Regions from separate parts of the Rattus norvegicus genome. Here region 1 is linked to region 2. Evidence: chromatin contacts called from public Hi-C data. All regions are on one chromosome and are shown on one strand. The core of a region is the stretch at or near the end of the contact, and the rest is flanking DNA. Distances in the headings are between cores, read along the strand shown. Region 1 overlaps Tcf7l2 (transcription factor 7 like 2). Region 2 overlaps Vti1a (vesicle transport through interaction with t-SNAREs 1A).

Region 1 (2,700 bases), core at 192-2,691, 470 kb before region 2:
TTTCTTAGCGTTTTAGAAAGAATGTCCCTCACTGGTTTGCTCCACATAAACTGTCTTCTAGATGGTATTTCCATCTCCCCCACCCCCTTTTCTTTTTTAAATGTGGTAAAAGGGATAAAATGACAGTTGTGATGGTTAATCTACCCAATGAATCGCGGGGGTCTAGGTAAAGCCACCCTGGCCACTGAGCTAATCTTCAACACCCACTGACCACCCCACCAGCCTTCTAATGCCATTATCAACCCTTAGATGAACATTCTAAATTAGAGTTTTGTTCGAAAAGGGTGTGAATCTGACCTTCGATGCTGGGAGGCCTGCGCCGAACGTCAGATGGCAAAGTTCTTAATGCACTTTTTTTTTTTTTTTAAAAAAAGGTTTCTACTTTCTTATGATTCACATCTTTGAACTCTGTCTTTACAGCCTTCCCTTTCACCAAAAAAAAAAAAAAAAAAAAAAAAAAAAAAAGCACCCGTGCATCCCTCCTCGTCAGTGGCCACCAGTCTCATCTCTGGCATACTCCACAACTGTCCCTGCTTATCCCATTGGAAGGAGCCAAGCGAAATCACCCAAAACAAAGGAAACTAACAAACGCACATACAAGCATGCCCCTTCGCTCCAACTTCTCGCCTTCTCTCTTTCAATTTAGCAGGCCGTTATCTACATGGTTCTTTATGTCTAACGAGTTCTTGGGAACGGATCATCGAAATGCACCACCTTCCTAAGAGGGAGAACTGAGACGGAATGTTGGGGGCTGGGGGACTGGTGACACAGTTCCGTAAAGAGCCCCATCGCTCATTCACTTGAAAAGACAGTAAGCCAGGCTATGACGAAGGAAAGGGATGGGGGCTCAGACCTCTTCTAAACAGTTGTTTGGTTTTCTTTTTAAGTGAATCAAATTTGGCCCTGTAACAAACTATGAAGTGCCTACTTATTTCTTATATACTCTGTAGACAGTCCCAATGCCACTTTAAATATAGATACGTAGCATATCCCTGTGACGCGAGCATACCTTGGAAACCCCAAATAAATTGTTCCTTTCTCTTCCCCACACTGTGACATAAAAAATCTAGGAATGGACTTTATGCAATAAAATACGGACCCTGAAACACCTAGTTGGGGAGACTTGATCACACACTGTCCACAGTCTATACCAAACGGGGGACCCATGCAAACACAGCCATGCGTGAATCTCACTACAGTTGTTTTACAAGTGCAGACTAGCTTCCGAACAATCTGAGATGTCTAAATTACGGGCCCCTTGCTTTATCAGTCCTCAGCGTCTGCGTTGGCGGCCAGAGCCTGCCTCTTTGTGGCCGTGCTCCCATTCTTAATCTGCATCTTTGTGTGCTCTGTTGCTAATAGGCAGCCTTCCCTGCCTCTCTCTCTCGGCTTCCCCAGCACGACCGCATCAGCACTAGTATCAAATTAACTCTCCGACTTTGAAACTTATTGATCTGCTATTAAGACACCAGTGAACTTGATGAAATGAGTGCTGTAGGTGCAGTCATGACTTCAAAGTCTAGCACAGCCACATAAAGCAAGTGCCTTTGATCCTAACTCTGATCTACTGAGGGTTTAAGGCCCAGTTCTCCCCAAGCTCCCCTTCACTCTCATCACGTCTGATGTCTCACCAACTAGTGACTTGATAATGTTAATAATGCAAATTTTACAAATGATTTTTTACAATGGCAAAATTAATTATATGAACTGCTGGTTTTTGCAGCCGGGGTCTCTGCTCTCCTCTCTCCTGTAAGATAACGACGGGGTGATTACGGTAACTCGGAGGAGGCCTGGCCCTCAGTGTTTCCAGACAGCTCTTCACTGTGTTCCCTCACCTTTCCTTTTTGCACATAAATATAATGTCCCTGATGGTCCCAGCGCCACCTTTCCCTTTTTGCTGTCTTCTCCTTGTCAATAGCTACCTTAAGAGTGGAAGGAGCTGTGGTTCCTGCATTCCTATCACGGTCAGTACAAAGTTCCCTTATATGTATGTAGGACTTTTGTGGGGCACAAATCCAGAGTTGTAGGATTTCAGACTCTCCACTACTGTTCTCCAATTAGGAATTACCTGAGGTGACAACTCAGGCAAGACCGGGAATGTGGTACGTATGCTCTGAGAAACGGCACTTTCGAAATACCTCCTCGTGTGAGCTGTCTGAACAACTTTGGATCCAAAAGTGATTTTCTTTTCACGGCCAAGGAAGATGTATTTAGACAAAGATTCTTTTCTCTTTTTTCTTTCTCTTTCTTTCTTTCTTTCTTTCTTTCTTTCTTTCTTTCTTTTTTTTTTTTGTAAATTCCTAGCATATATTTCAATCACAGAAAATCAAAATAAGGCTCATGTTCAAAGATGTATTAATATTAATTCTGCTTCAAGGTGACTTATAAAACATAAATATGTTATTACACTGCAGGTTGAAAAATAATCTGATATATAGCCAGAAGAGGAAAGTGTAAGGCTCCTGACATCTGAGTAAGGAGTCAATATCAGAGAACAAATCCTTTGCCAAGAGAGTTCTCTGTTTGTTGATTTTGGACAGAAGAACATAACTAGTTTCTAGTAAAACATACTCTACAATCAGAAATTGTATCTGACCCTTTAATTAATAGCATGTTATATAGCATTTGGGTGCTGGCTATTCCCAATCTATTAATTATAGGAAGAAAGTAATAAATGTGTTTTCCTCGATCAATATGGCA
Region 2 (2,700 bases), core at 24-2,523:
AAGCACCAATGCAGTGCAGCTCAGTTCGGCCCACGCAGACGGCGCAGGGAAGCACCAATGCAGTGCAGCTCAGTTCGGCCCACGCAGACGGCGCAGGGAAGCACCAATGCAGTGCAGCTCAGTTCGGCCCACGCAGACGGCACAGGGAAGCACCAATGCAGTGCAGCTCAGTTCGGCCCACGCAGACGGCACAGGGAAGCACCAATGCAGTGCAGCTCAGTTCGGCCCACGCAGACGGCACAGGGAAGCACCCAGCTGCAGTGCAGCTCAGTTCGGCCCACGCAGACGGCGCAGGGAAGCACCAATGCAGTGCAGCTCAGTTCGGCCCACACAGACGGCACAGGGAAGCACCCAGCTGCAGTGCAGCTCAGTTCGGCCCACGCAGACGGCGCAGGGAAGCACCAATGCAGTGCAGCTCAGTTCGGCCCACGCAGACGGCACAGGGAAGCACCCAGCTGCAGTGCAGCTCAGTTCGGCCCACGCAGACGGCACAGGGAAGCACCAATGCAGTGCAGCTCAGTTCGGCCCACGCAGACGGCACAGGGAAGCACCCAGCTGCAGTGCAGCACAGTTCGGCCCACGCAGACGGCACAGGGAAGCACCCAGCTGCAGTGCAGCTCAGTTCGGCCCACGCAGACGGCACAGGGAAGCACCAATGCAGTGCAGCTCAGTTCGGCCCACGCAGACGGCACAGGGAAGCACCCAGCTGCAGTGCAGCTCAGTTCGGCCCACGCAGACGGCACAGGGAAGCACCAATGCAGTGCAGCTCAGTTCGGCCCACGCAGACGGCACAGGGAAGCACCAATGCAGTGCAGCTCAGTTCGGCCCACGCAGACGGCACAGGGAAGCACCAATGCAGTGCAGCTCAGTTCGGCCCACGCAGACGGCACAGGGAAGCACCCAGCTGCAGTGCAGCTCAGTTCGGCCCACGCAGACGGCACAGGGAAGCACCAATGCAGTGCAGCTCAGTTCGGCCCACGCAGACGGCACAGGGAAGCACCCAGCTGCAGTGCAGCTCAGTTCGGCCCACGCAGACGGCACAGGGAAGCACCAATGCAGTGCAGCTCAGTTCGGCCCACGCAGACGGCACAGGGAAGCACCAATGCAGTGCAGCTCAGTTCGGCCCACGCAGACGGCACAGGGAAGCACCAATGCAGTGCAGCTCAGTTCGGCCCAAGCAGATGGTGGTTTGACTTTCACACGTGCTCCGCGGCTGGCGTCCTCGTCAGCAGTGTGTCTGTTCCAATGGGCTGATGGCCAGAGTCCTGTTCCTGTGACTCAGGGCAGCTACGCACCTCGCCCATTCACACAGAGGACTTTGGCAGCACCACTTACACAAGCTATGAGATGTGAATCAGCATTCTGTGGCGCCGTTTTCCTGTGTGTCCCCTGTGTTAGACTGGCCTGGCTCCAGCAAGGTTACATAAGCTATAAGCTATACAAGCTGGCCCACCACTGAGGAAGAGAACCGCCGAGCAGTCCCTTTCAGGAATACGACTGGTAGGCTGGAATGCAGACACCAGCCTGTGATAGCATTCTAGAACATCTGAATATTTTGGATAATTCTGCTTTCAAAATTAATCCAATGTAAATACATCATGGTCACTTTGTTTCAAAACTCTATAGAATTAAATGTACTGTACAATTAAATGCACAGACATTTCTTTCTATGTATAACCTCAATTATAGAAAATCCTCTCTATAAATGTATGGTGTGAAGTTGTCAGTTCAACTTGCTGGACATGAGCTACAGACACACACCCCCGTCCCCACCCACTGAAAGGGCCAGTGGCTCTGCCACAGCCCACGGGTCAATGCAGAAGTGCGAGGGAGAAACGCTTGGCCGTAAGACGTCAGCCCACAGCCTGGGCAGCTCATCCTACTGTCAGTCACGCTGAGTTGTAGGGAAGAATGGAGGGGAGCAAGCCGGCCCAGGCAAGGGAGCTGCTGTCACATACACGAACAGGCCCCTACTTCCCAGGCAAGGCAGACCTGGTGAGGGAGCAGTGTTTGGGGCCATGCTGACATTCTCCCAGAAGTGAGCATAGAGTGCATGTTACCTTGGGAATGAAAGTCATTTTGGTGAGCTTGGTCTTTTCTTTTCCTATCATATTCCTCCGCACTCATATTGCTCAGTCATAACCTGGGAAATAGCTTGACTTCTTAAGCAAAGTGGGGACTCTATCCCTCATGAGTTCTCACTATCAGGCTCTGCCACCCACTGTCAGCTGCTCCAGTTAATCCTCCGTTACAGTCCTGGACACTGGGATAGGGCTTTGGTAGCAGCAGCAAAGTCACCTATGATAATAGTAATAATGGTGAGGGGATGCTGAGCAAGCAGGACCAATAAAGTCAAGGACACATGTGTCCCTGTCTCTTCTGAGTCTGTGCTAAGCTAGATGTTCTTCAATGCGCTGTGGACTGTAGGCGAGCGGTCTGTCCACACCTCAGTGCCTCAGCTTCCCTGAAAGCTCAATGTGAACTCTGACACGGTGTGCTTTAGAGATGGGAGAAGACAGGAGTGTGGTATATGTGACTGACACAGTGTGCTTTACAAATGGTAGAGGACAGGAGTGCGGTATATGTGACTGACACAGTGTGCTTTACAAATGGTAGAGGACAGGAGTGCGGTATATGTGACTGACACGGTGTGCTTTACAAATGGTAGAGGACAGGAAGACAAGAGTACAGTATATGTGA

Evidence for each region. A called contact is a pair of places that touch in the nucleus more often than the background predicts.
Region 1: a Hi-C map of hepatocytes shows a contact between it and region 2, with 1.9 times the contacts expected there. The contact joins two enhancer-like sites. A contact is called at or near these places in 6 of 12 Hi-C or Micro-C datasets (Schwann cells, frontal cortex, hepatocytes and 3 more).

Annotation. Positions count from the first base shown.
Region 1 is chr1:264,941,737-264,944,436 of GRCr8, reverse strand. All of the region lies in intron 5 of Tcf7l2 (transcription factor 7 like 2), which reads right to left. Among named protein-coding and RNA genes, the nearest start is that of Tcf7l2, 150 kb to the right of the region's middle. Within about 2 kb of position 1,441, at least 4 of the 93 cell types and tissues checked have an H3K27ac peak or open chromatin away from gene starts, as enhancers often do. A contact at or near this core is called in hepatocytes, where this site is marked.
Region 2 is chr1:264,468,389-264,471,088 of GRCr8, reverse strand. The region is part of intron 5 of Vti1a (vesicle transport through interaction with t-SNAREs 1A); the gene reads right to left. Among named protein-coding and RNA genes, the nearest start is that of Vti1a, 110 kb to the right of the region's middle. Within about 2 kb of position 1,273, at least 21 of the 93 cell types and tissues checked have an H3K27ac peak or open chromatin away from gene starts, as enhancers often do. A contact at or near this core is called in hepatocytes, where this site is marked.